Regions from separate parts of the Mus musculus genome. Here region 1 is linked to region 2. Evidence: chromatin contacts called from public HiChIP or PLAC-seq data. All regions are on one chromosome and are shown on one strand. The core of a region is the stretch at or near the end of the contact, and the rest is flanking DNA. Distances in the headings are between cores, read along the strand shown.

Region 1 (6,799 bases), core at 903-3,402, 520 kb after region 2:
AGATATTGTTTCTTTTCTTCCTGTCCTCTTCTTCCTTCTTCTCCTCCTCTTCCTTCTCCTCCTCCTCTTCCTCCTCCTTCTTCTTCTGGTACTATCCTTGTTTGGTTTTGGTTTATGAGAGACTTCTGAAATGGGCTGGAAAATGTTCCCCTGTACTCTGTTTTCTAAGTTCATGCATGATTTAGAGAGAGATGCTAGGCTAGGGGGGTGGCTCAGCAGCTACTTACTGTTCTTGCAAAGAACCCATGTCTGTTTCTCAGCACCATACTGGGTGGTTCACAACCACTGAAAACTCCAACTCCAAGGGATCTTTTCTGGACTCTATAGGCATTGAACTCAGGTGCACAAGCCTCCTTCCCTCTCTCCATATGTACACTACAAATAAACCTTTAGAAAACATTTTCAAAGAAATACATTTCTTTATATGTTTGAAGACTTTTCAAAAGTTATATTCATGTTTTTTATTTTCAGTTTACTATTATTAGGGTCTGTGAACTTATTTTGTATTGTATTATTATCTTAAGTGTGTTAAGGTTTATACAACCTGTTCGAGACCTATCCTGCTGGACATACTATGTACATTTTAAAATAATTTCCATACAGTGGTTATTGTCTATAAGATTCTATAGATGTTAATTAAATTCAGTTGATTGGTACTGTTATTTAATGTTATTTGGTGTCTCTATTATCTTTCTTGAAAAGATGCGTTTTAATTTTACCTTATTTTTAAGATTTCTTCATTTTATGTGTAGAGGTGTTTTTATTGTATGTTATACATATACATCACATGTATGCCTTGTGCTCATGTAACTGAGGTTACAGACATTATGAGTTGATATGTAGGTGCTGGAAATTGAACCCAGGTCCTCTGCAAGAGCAGTCAGTGTTCTTAACCACTGAGCCATCTCTCCGCTCCAATATCTCTACATTTCTGTTGATTTTTTTTTCTTGACTATCAGTTACTGAGAGAGACAAGCTGACATTTCCAACTATAATAGTAGATTTTTCAACTTATGCTTTAATTTTACTAGGTATTCTTTCATGAATTTTGAAGCCACACAGGTACACACACACACACACACACAACTATATGCATGTTCCTCATGAATTGAGTCTTTATCATTTTATAATGTCCCTCTTTATTCCCAGTAAATTTCTTCTTCTGATATGTACTTTGTTTTACATTCATATAGCCACCTAGACTCCTTAACTTTAATTTTCTTCGTATTTTCATGGTATATCTTTTTGTTTGTAACTAGCTTATTTAAACTATTGTTTAAACTTTATTGTAGACAGCATAGAATTAACTCTGCTTACCTTTATGTCATGCAAGTCAGGCTTGGTGGTGCACTCTACTAATCACTGCACTTGGTAAGCAGAGGCAGGAGGATTGCTGCAAGTTTGATGTCAGCCTAGAATACATAATTAACTTGGGGTCAGTCAGAGCTACTCAGTGAGATCCCATCTGAAAACAAATAAGCAACCCCAAACCTTTTCTTCAGGCTACCCATTCTGGCAACCTTCTCTTGGTGAATTTAGGCCATTTACATTTAATGTAGTTATTGTTGTATCTCGAGATCTGACATTTTTATTAATACTCCTGTAGTTTGTTCTTTTTTGTTGGTTGTTCCTCTGACAGACAGGAATGGTAGCAGATTCCTCTTCAGCTCTCAGGATCATGAACTCTGGGCTTGGAGAGATGCGCTTCCCTTTTTTTGACTCCTTGGCATCTTTAAGCCACCACGTCCAGCACCACTGCTCTAAGCATTGCATGAGTCCCTGGGGCTATAGCAGAAAATGAAAGCGTGAGAAGGAGTTCCCCATCTCCCAAGTTTAAAGAGGTCTTTTCTGCAGCTCAGACAACAAACAGGGGCTTTTTCTTTTTAAACTGAGGGTGAGGGGGGGATTGTGTGCATGTATGAGAGTGCAGACACCCATGGAGCAAGCCCATTGGATTCCCTGGAGCCTGACTTGTTACAGGTGGTTGTGAGTTGTCCACTATGGATGCCAGAACTGAACTCTGGTCCTGTGAGGAAGCAGTACAGACTTTTAACTCCCGAGTCATCTCTCAGGTGCCCCACCCTCACCCCACCCCCAACCTTTAACTCTTTTCTTAGACTGCTGGACTGGCGTCATGCCAGGCTGGTTATGGAAGAAGGGGGAAAGCAGAAGTCTCATTACTAGATCATTCTTCCTTGAGTTCTGTTTCCCTTCTGCCCTCTTCCTGATACTATGAACTGTTTAGAATGCTTAGGTAGCTGCCCCGTGTCTCCCGCTTGGAGTTTGCAGCTGCGGCTGGCAGGCAGGGATCCTGGATGTTACACCTGCATTTCCTATGCACACTAACAGGCTGCCTCTTATTTTACAGAAATCTCTGTGTAGAAACCACCATTCTACGTTCTGCTCTGCTGCTTGAGACGACCACATCCTCCCCCATACAGGACAGACTCCATGGAGAGCTCAGGTCAGTGTGTAGGGTTGGGGGAGGGCGTGTCCAGAAGGCCTGGCTGCTCAGTGAAGAAATATTTTGTACATCTATAAGTCAGTCAAGGAATGCTAGCTGATGTAACAAATGACCCCACATCTCAGAATAGCTCAGCAATGCTCACTTTACATGGAATCACAGTCCAGTCTAGGCTCTAAGCAGTCTTCTGGTATCTGAGGATACAATCTTGTGGCACCATCTTCCAGGGCTCAGTGGGAACGGTATGGGTACAAGGTGTGAAATTCTAGGGTCAGTCCTGCAAATGACAGGCTTCACTTCTATCACATTCCATTGGTCAGAATTTGTTGCGCTGCTCTTCTCTAACCACAAGGGAGTCTGGGAAATGTAGTCTTCCTGTCTACCTTGATTTGATGAACAGTTAGCATTGTGTTGAAATATTAATAATACCTAATTTTACCAGGTGGTGATGGTGTACACCTTTAATTCCAGCACTTGGGAGGCAGATCTCTGTGAGTTTGAGGCTAGCCTAGTCTACAGAGTGACTTCTAAGACAATAAAAGCTACACAGAGAAACTCTGTCTTGAAAAATCCAAAATAATAATAATAATAATAATAATAATAATAATAATATAAGGTATACTTGTAATATCCAGCATCACCAAGATCAAGAGTGTGTCCTTCCCCTGTGGAGCTGGGCTTGCAAGGCCTGGGCACTGGGGAGAGTCAGTGATGGGCCTTCTATTTGGCTGGGGCCTCCTGAAGTGGCCAACCATGTTGTATGGCCTAAAGGGAGATGAAGACTTCCTGTGCTCTGGGAAAAGTTGGTTCAGAAGGTTTCTATGTGGCATCCAAAGACACAGTGCTTGGTGCTCCGGTGCCTTTTCCCTGAGACTCTGTAACACTTTTTTCCTCCTGGTCTTAAGAAGTCTCACCTCCTTGAAAGGAGAATATTACCTTTCACTCCGTCTCCTTTTGGACAACCCAGGTCAGCTCAGTTAGATAACTGGGGTCTCCACGGTCAGACAAGGAATGGAAGCCAGTGAAGACAGGAAAGGTGGTGGGGAAAAAGCAGAGAAGCCATGCTGAATCCCGGGCCTGCTGTTTCCCGGCGCCTGCCCATCATCCCTATCAGAAAGACTCACAAAAGCGTCCATGGATTTGCAAGAGATGCCAGGCATATACATTTTTATACAAACTTCCTGATTCCTAAGTCAGTTTTCAGAAAATACAACACAAGCCTGAGCAGACCATGTCAACACAAGCCAGTAGAGGGCCAAAGCATGACTCTGTCCTAGCTTTCAAAAACAGCATTTGTTTGAGATTGTCTCCAGGACCGACTGGCAACTTCTCTTTTTCTCTGAAACATGGGGGATGGGCAGAGGCAGAGACAGATCAGAATTATCACTGGTTTAAATCTTTTCATGTAGTCAAAGGACAAAGGGGGAACAGAAGAAAGGGAAGAAAGGAGGGAGGGAGAGAGAAGGGAGGGGGATAAAAGAAGGACTAAAAGTTCAATGGAGAGAAGTCAGGAGAGGGCCATGGAAAGAAAGAACACAGCAGGGAAGGAGAAAGGAGAGAGGGGAAGGAAGAAAGGAAAAGCAAAAACCAAAGGGCATAGAGAAGGGAGGAGAGGGAGGGAAAGAAGGGGAGGGAGGAAAGGGGGAGGGAGAAAGACAACGAATTTACTAATGATTCACCTAGCATTACGTTCATTAAATAACTTCATTAAATCTTCATGTGAGGTAGAGATGGTAGATGAGAGGGCAGGTTGGAGCACTCGTCATGCCAGACTAAGTGAATCCCTGGCTAATTTGGAGAGATGGGGCCCTGCTCAGTAGAGTGTCTAGGTGGGTAGACATGGCTGTCACGTTCTGTGAACCTTCAGATTTGGGGAAGCTGGGAATCGGGCCTAGACAATTGCCTCTCAGGGATGAGTGAGAGTTGGGAGGAAAGTGGGGGCTTCAGAGATGGCAATGATCACACTCTGGAGAATGTGGGCGCCTCATAGCCACTTCGCGGGGCTGCCTGATAACCAGCAGAGTGCAGGATACCTCAGCCTTAATGGCTTACCTGGAGCTACCTACCATCCCTGATGTTTACAGATATAGCCTCTACACTTCTAAAGGAATTAGAGACAATGAAGGTGTGCACGTAGTAAAACACAAAGCAGAGGCAGCAAAGAGGAAGCAGGAAGTGAGGTCCCGGCCCCTTGACACAGGCTGATGTTTGGGACTGGACTCTAACTCAGCTGCGACTTGCTTGGCAGCCAAGTCATAAAGGGAAGCCCTGAGGTATGTCGTTTGTGTTGTCTGGTGACTCGAGAAGACAAATTACTTGTGTGTAGAAACACTCTTGGTTGTTGGTTACTGCAAGGGAAATCTGCCCTTGTGGGGAGCACTTCCCAGACTTCCCATCCTCGTCTAGATCCTCCAAGGAGTGGACGCTAGGATGTGTAAGGATTTGTTCAAGGAAACACCTGTGAGACAGACAGACGGCAGAGAGCAGGAAGGAGAGGTTGGCTTGCTGGGGACGGTGCGTGTCTTAGGTGGGGAGGAACCCAGAGAACAGTTCCACGCTGTAGTACTGCTGGTGGGATCTAGAGCCAAAATTAGTCCTCAGAGTAGGTCTTCCTGGGAGCCGCTGGGAAAAGCACTGGCGTGCTCTGTGCTGGTGCCGGCAAGCACAGAGCCTCACAGCGAGACCAGGGAGACGCATTCTCCAGGCTGCCTCACTTCACTAAGTCACTTACATATTCTTCATCTTCACTCCCCTGCCGCGTCAACACACCCTCATTAAGGAAAAAAGATTTACCCTGACACTTGTCAAAATGGCATGGAACGCTTTATTCATGACTGGCAGTGGAGAGAGAGAGCAGGTTCAACTCCGAGGACAGGAAGACACCTGGGATACCAGCCTAGGGGCAGAGTGAGGACTGAGGCAGGCCAAAGGTATCAAGGAGCATATAAGAGTGGGGATTCTCTCTGAGCTGACTTGCCAACCTTCTTGATGAAACTGGGATCTACAAGCTAGAGTCAGGACAGAGGCCACGGTGGAGCCTGTGACTGAGTGGGGCAAGGTCACTGACACCATCTGGGACAGTGTAAGTAAAGCAACGTTGCTGTCACTACCAGGAACAGTATTTATATGATTAAAAAAAAAAAAAAAAAAAAAACAGAGTTGGGCTGGAGAGATGGCTCAGTGGTTAAGAGCACTGACTGCTCTTCCAGAGGTCCTGAGTTCAAATCCCAGCAACCACATGGTGGCTCACAACCATCTGTAATGGGATCTGATGCCCTCTTCTGGTGTCTGGAGACAGCTACAGTGTACTTATATATAATAAATTAATAAATAAATACATCCTTTAAAAAATAGAGTTAATATTTAATAGAGATGTTTTATAGCGATGTACAAGAAAGCGGCACTCAGAAAGAAAGACAAGACACTCCCTGGAGCATGGGTTTGGGATTCTCCAAAACACTCCCACCCCACTGTCTTTACCATAGCCAAATATAGAGTTTTGGGGGCTTCGAAGCTATTCTCCTCATGGTGACTAAGGAAGCTGAATGCACTCACCTGGTGGGTCCTGAGGAGCTCCTGAAGGGCTACAATTAGTGTGATCAACTAATATTATCACTGTCTGGGTCACAGGGATTAGGACTCTTTACCTGTAGACAAAGTTCTTGTTTGAGACTCTCAGACTACGGCTGAAGACAGGAGTAAAGCTCACCCTAGGTCAAATATATCCAGATCCTGAGCCTGGACCATTGCTGTTTTAATAGAAGGGTCTATATAAGAAAGGAATATCGGTGTGTGTGGACAGCTTTTCAGTTGATGGTACTGCTGTTGACAGGAGATTCTTGCTTCTCAGCTCCAAGTAGACTTTGGGATGAGGGCTCTGCCCCCTCAGATCTCCATCATTTTCCTCTGTCTTTCTACTCTGCCTCATCTCCCTCCCTCAGACTTTGATCCCCCAATTGTAAGGGTTTCTTAAGGGTCGTAGATGTCCCCCAAAATGTGTCTTCTATGACTTTTCCATGCTGAACAAGGGTGTAGACCCTATCTATCTAGAGACCAAAAGTCTCGACCTAGACTGGAGAGGTGGCTCATTCCATAGAAGAGCTTGAAGGCCTGGTGACCTTAGTTCATCTCCAGAAGCCATAATGGAAGCTTGGAACAGATAACAGAGAGGTTGTCCTCTGACCCACATGCCCACATGACACACGTGCCTACACTCACACACATACACAGCTACACACATGCACACGTACACACAATGATAAAATAAAATCACACATTGAGGAAAGAATTTATGTCTTCATCTGTCTTATGTGACTAATGTAAAGGGAATCAGAG
Region 2 (6,200 bases), core at 3,096-5,595:
TGTCCTGCAAATATCTTACCCTCTGCCCATTGACTGGAGGTGGTCACATTGGCTCCAACCTTCCTGTGAGGGAAGCTGGGGACTATGATACCAAACTGGGGCTGGGGAAGCATGTACTCTGTGCCTCTCTGGTTCTTTTGAGTAATTTGATAGGTCAGTAAGAGACAGCACATCAGACTGCAGAATACAGAACCATTTAAGCCAAACAGCACCGGGCAGGCATGGAAACACACACTTGAGCCAGTGAGCAGAATAGAGAATCCGGAAGCAAAGCCACACAGCTGCAGCCGTCTGAGCCTCCACACGGCAGCAAAGACAGCCTCTTTAACAGATGGCACTGGGAAAACTGGATACCCACATTTTACAGACAGAAACTAGATGTCTGACTCTCACCCTGTACAAAAAGCAGTCTATACATGGAGCAAAAACTGTGCAAGACCCCAAAGTCTGAGTCATCTAGAAAAACACATTTCAAGATTGGGGCATAGACAGCACTTTATAAATAGGACTCTAACAGCTCAGAGGATAGTACAATTTGACAAGTGGGGAATGCCTCAAAATAGGAGGCTGATGGTAGCTGGGAGTGTGGATTAGAGTCTGAAATCCTGAAGTTCCTAGTACCTAAATCAATAAATGGCTCCCACATACACAAGGAGACTGATGGTGCAGTCTACAGAATGTCACAGAGCCTTGTGGCTTTCCTTCTGACAGACATGTAAACATGAAAGATCCAACAGACCTGTTCAGAGAAGGCCAGATGAACCGATCTAACACTTTTCAAAAGTATGATGGGTTAGCAAGGTCACGGAGAGTCCAAAGCTCTACACCCTCAGCCATCAGGGATGCAACTCAGGTTACTAAGATTCTGTCTTACCCTAATGGCTGCCATCTGGAAAAGAAACGGCAACAAACACCGGAAAGAGTGGGAGTAACGCCTGGCAGAAGCTGTTGTGGGAACCATTATAGAGTGCTTCAAAAAGAAAATCATTATAGAATGCCTAAAAAAAAAAAAAAAAGAGTAGACCTAGTATATGATCCAGCAGTACCACTCCTTAGGATTAGACCCAGAGGGCTGGTGAGATGGCTCAGCGGATAAGAGCACTGACTGCTCTACCAAAGGTCCTGAGTTCAATTCCCAACAACCACATGAAGGTTCACAACCATCTGTACAGCTACAGCGTACCAATAAACATAAAAATAAATAAATAAATCTTTTTTTTTTAAAAAAAAAAGGCTGGGTGTGGTGGCACATGCCTTTAATCCCAGCACTCGGAGGCAGAGGCAGGTGGATTTCTGAGTTTGTGGCCAGCCTGGTCTACAAAGTGAGTTCCAGGAGAGCCAGGGCTAAAGAGAGAAACCCTGTCTCGAAAAACCGAAAAAAAAAAAAAAAAAAAGGAATAGACCTAGAGGGACCAAAACCATCATATACTAGATACTTGCATCCCTGAGTTTAAACCAGCACCATGCGTGATGGCTGTGCTTGGGAATCAGCCTAGGTGGTGATGGAAGAGTAGAAAATGGATCTAAATGCTATAAGCCATAAGAAGAATGAAATTAGGCTGTCTATAAGAAAATGCAGTCACACGTTTGCATGTGAGTTCAGGTGCCCATGGGGGGAATAAGTTCGGTTATCATGCAGTTAGGATTCTCTCAGCCACAGGGAACAGATGGTACTACCAAGTCTGCTTAAAGAAAGCATCCCCATGAAGGAGACCCCACATTAAACGCTGGCTAACTCAGCTGCCTGGTGCTGCCCTCCGTCCCTACGCTCTCCTCCTCTGCCTTGCTCAGAGTGGTCCCTTCCGTTCAGTCCGAAGCCTCTCATGGTTTCCAGATGGATGCAGCTGCTATTAGCTGCACTCCGGCCAGAGCATTAGGAGAGGCAGAAGATACTTAGCATGAGTAAAATATTCGGGTAGCTAGGAAATCTGAAAAGCATTTACCAGGATTCAGGGAAAGTCCTCCCGTTTTGACCCTCACGCCTACAAAGTAATTAATGTTTTTGCCCATATCCTTCTATGAGTCTCTGAAGATTATAGCAATAAACATGAGTATATTCTCTTATAGTCCACCATCTTTCATACATACTTTATATATGATTATATCTCAAGAGATTTTTCCCATTCAGATTTGTAGTTGATATTTTAGTATAAAGTTATTAGTATTAAATTAGTATTGAATTAGTATTAAATTAGATATTAGTATTTAGTATGTTTCATCATGTACACATACCATAATTAATTTAACTAATTAATAGTTATATTTTGTATCTTTGTCTTTCTATTATAAAAAAGTTCAATATTTTCTACCACAGAAGTTCAGTACTGGTCTGGGATATGCGAGACTGTCTCTCAGCAGATAATCTGAAATGTGGGCAATTTCTCGTGTGTCAGAATGTCTCTCTGAAGAAAATCTCAGAAGTGGAGGCTCGTTCTGAGGCCATACGCATTGGAAATTCTGGGTATTTGGAAACTCTCACCCACTAAGTCAGAACCAGTCAGACCTGTGTCAGCAGTTCCTGCACCTGTTTGCCTGTGCACTCAGCTTCCCCAAGGAGAGATTTGTCACGTGCTATCTTAGAAAAGTTGCATGCACCTACACCATGCATTTACAGTGACCTAAGTTCTAAAGAAACATGGCTCTCCACTCCCCAGATAGGCTTTCTCTGTGTAGCCCTGGCTGTCCTGGAACTCCACCTGTAGATCAGGCTGATCTCGAACTCAGAGATCTGCCTGTCTCTGCCTCCTAAGTGTTGGGATTGTGGCTTTTAATAGTCAAAAACAACTGAGCTGGCTAGATGACGGCTCAGTGGATAAAGTGCTTGCTACACAAGCCTGACAACTTGAGTTTGATCCTGGAACCCACAGAAAAGTGGAAAGAAGGTGTGAACTGACTCTACAGAGGGTTCTCTGATTACCCCATCCTATACACACAGCATTAGTAATAATAGTAATTTTAAGCAGTTGGAACTGTTAAGTATCTGATGGAGAACATGAACCCCACTCTTCTCCAATTTGGCCTTTGTAGTTTTGTGTCTGACTGCGGCTTTTCAAGGCTGAGGTGCTGACTTTGTCATGTGACACATTCCTGTGGGCCACCTGAGAGGCTCATCCCCAATGTGTTCTTTGTGTTCTTTCTGCTGGCGTGCCAGCTCTGCAGTCTATAGGCCAGCTCTGTTCCAATGTATGGTGGCTGGCCAGGAACTTGCTCTGTGTGTCAAGCTGGCCTCAAACTCATCGATTACCTCTTTCTGTCTCCCAAGTGTCGTGATGAAGGGCAAGCTTGTGCCTTCTTTCTTAGTCTCCTTGCTGTTTTATGTTCCCCTTTGTGCACACAGGCTTTTGATACCTGATGTCTGCTCTTAACACAATAGTCACTTTCTTTTTCTTTTTCTTTTCGAGACAGGATTTCTCTGTGTAACCTTGGCTGTCCTGGAACTTACTTTGTAAACCAGGCTGGCCTTGAACTCAGAAATCCACCTGCCTCTGCCTCCTAAGTGCTGGGATTAAAGGCGTGCACCACCATGCCCGGCTATCGCCACTTTCTTAATTCTGCTTTTAATAGATTTTCTGTTGATTCTTACATTTTCCAGTTATTTTTGCATGTTTGTGTATGCATGTGTGTATGTGTGCTAACATGTTCACAGTTGTGTGTGTGTGTGTGTGTGTAGGGGGGTGTAGGCCAGAGGTCAGTGTCAGATATCTTCATTTTCTAACTTACATCTGGAGGCAGGGTCTCTCACTAAACCCAGAGCTTGCCAATTTGTTTAGTCTGGTTACCCAACTTGTTCTGGAGACACCCCCCCCCCCCCCGGTCTCTCCCTCTGCCTCTGCCTCTGCCTCTGCCTCTTGCATGCTGGGAGTCCAAGTGAATCCCTTGTTGCCTGGTGTTAACATGGGTGCTGGGATCTGAACCTCAAGCTGCGTGACCAGTGCTTTTCCCACGGAGCCATCACCTCATTTCCCAGTTTTCACTTAAAGAAAATTTGTTATTTTATGTGTATGTGTATGCATGAATTTATGTGCCCCATGTGTGTACAGGAGCCCATGGAGGCCAGACACAGGCAGTTGTGAGATGCCTAATGTGGATGTTGGAAACTGAACTTGGGTCCTCTGCAAGAGCAGTTACGTGCCCTTAACCACTGAGCCATCTCTCCAGCCCAGGTTTTACTATTTTTAAGAGTAACGAACCCCCTCCTGGGAACTTCACAATTAGCTTTGGCTTAAAACTGAAATCGAGTAGCCTGTGTCACATGACCCAATAAGACCAGAAACCAAGATGTCTCTGAATTGCCATGATTGGCTTGGTTAGTCAAGCTAGATGTTGTTCTGAACTGAAAATGAAGACAGTCATGTTCTCCAGGGGGCAGAGCCTTGACCAGAGTTGATGTTCTGAAAATGGGAAGAGATGAGGGGTGCTGAAGGAGCAGACGGTGGGGGCTTCTCAGCTTTCTTCCCCGGCTCTCTTGGTGTGCAGCCCTTGTCAGGGTGATATTTCTTGAAGAGCCAGAGGCTCATCCCCAATTCTTTGACCAAAGGAAGGACTTTTATTTCCTGCTCTTTCTGTCCTAGAGAAGAGGTAGCTCACTGGCCTTTGGATTCTTTTATTTATGCTAAGCTCCATTTGCTAGATCATTGCTTTTACACAACCTCCCTCCCCCAATTTTGTCTTTATAAGAAGCTGGGATGTTTCCACTTCCCACTTCTTCCTCAGGAGTTGATGAGTAATTTGCACAATATAACCCAGTTCCATAACACACTCATATACACTTACATGTTTGAACACTAGCATATGTAACTCAAGCATACGCACATGCATAACACATGCAGATATGAGCACATATGCACAAGCACAGTCACATTAACACACACACATATGCACATTTACAATTATGTTCACACATACACATAATTTCTCGTGTTGTTTTCTTCTGCAGACATGATCTTGTGCATCCTATGTTAATTCCTGTTTAACTGTTTTGAGAGGTAGTAGCTTCCGACTTTGTCTTCAGAAGCTGGAGAACTGTGACCAGTGAATTCGGTGTGTGGACTCATACAGTATTGCAGTCATAGGAGGATTTGAAAAGGGGAGGGGCTTAAGCAGTCTGGCACACCCTTTGTATTGGAACATCTGTTTTGCTTTTGTTTCAGGACAAGGCATCATGTACGGTAGGCTGGCCTTGTATTCTCTCTGTAGCCAGTTAGAATGGCCTTGGAACTTCTGATCCTCCTGCCTCTGCCTTCCAAGAGCAGGGGTGGCAAGTGTGTGCAACCATGCCTGTTTTACACCCTGCTGGGGATTGAACCCAGGCTTTGTATGTCTCGACAAGCACTCGGCCACTTAAGCTATAACTGCCGCCCCTGGTACACCTGCTTTGTTGCTCTGTATTAACTAGTGGTCTGATGTTAGTCATGTGGTGAACATGGCGAACAGTTTTGTTATTTGGGGTTGGGCCTTGGGGATCATGTTTAGGGCCTCGCAAAAAGTTCACTGTGCCACTGAGCTACTGCCCCAGGGAGTGACCATGGTTTTTTGGGGAGGAAAGTTGCATATGTCTTATGACAGATTTTTTCTTAGGGCTCAGAGTTTCCCCCCCTGAACCCAAGGCCTCATGTATGCCAGGCAAGTACTTCACCACTGAGCCACATCTTTATTAACCGATTTGGTTGAGATTATTAAGCCAAAATTTTGACACTTTGGAATATTGCAGTGACTTACGGCAATTTAATAGAGTATTTGTTTTTGAAGAATATTTTAAAATAATATACTATTGCTTATATGTTTGCACCATTATAATTTTATGTTTACATAGGTTATAGATTAATGGTAAAATTTTAAAGTACTATGTTAAGCAACAAAATGTCCAGCTGTGGAAAGAACTATCAGTGACAACAAAGGTTCGCTCAGCTCCAACATGCACTTTCCCCGTTTCTTCCTGGTGGCAGCCGTCTTGGACAGTTGTCTGTGTGTCCTTCTGGAGAGATTCCGCCCGTGTGTGCCTGCACACATGCCTCCAGGCTCCTGTCTCTAACCTCTCTTTCTTCACACAGATGTGTGTTTTTCACTCTTCACTGTGTGTGTGATCCTTTTTTGTTAGGAGCATGCCTTGGAGAGTGTTAAGCAAAGTTTAAGCTTGCTCTTGAACATTCCGAAGCTGACTCTGAGCGTGGCCGAGCAGCTGTCTGAGGCGTCTGGGCTGT

The links. HiChIP or PLAC-seq counts read pairs in DNA pulled down with a chosen protein or histone mark.
Region 1: a contact with region 2 is called in an H3K27ac HiChIP or PLAC-seq map of large pre-B cells, with 5 times the contacts expected there. The contact joins two enhancer-like sites. A contact is called at or near these places in 1 of 484 Hi-C or Micro-C datasets (nephron progenitors) and 1 of 115 datasets of contacts at active chromatin or transcription factors (large pre-B cells).

Annotation. Positions count from the first base shown.
Region 1 is chr11:68,517,824-68,524,622 of GRCm38.p6, forward strand. Pik3r6 (phosphoinositide-3-kinase regulatory subunit 5) reads left to right here. Exons shown (of 20, transcript NM_001081566.2): 2 at 2,369-2,464. The coding sequence starts at 2,452. Among named protein-coding and RNA genes, the nearest start is that of Pik3r6, 18 kb to the left of the region's middle. Within about 2 kb of position 2,153, at least 40 of the 459 cell types and tissues checked have an H3K27ac peak or open chromatin away from gene starts, as enhancers often do.
Region 2 is chr11:67,991,071-67,997,270 of GRCm38.p6, forward strand. All of the region lies in intron 4 of Stx8 (syntaxin 8), which reads left to right. Among named protein-coding and RNA genes, the nearest start is that of Stx8, 28 kb to the left of the region's middle. Within about 2 kb of position 4,346, at least 5 of the 459 cell types and tissues checked have an H3K27ac peak or open chromatin away from gene starts, as enhancers often do.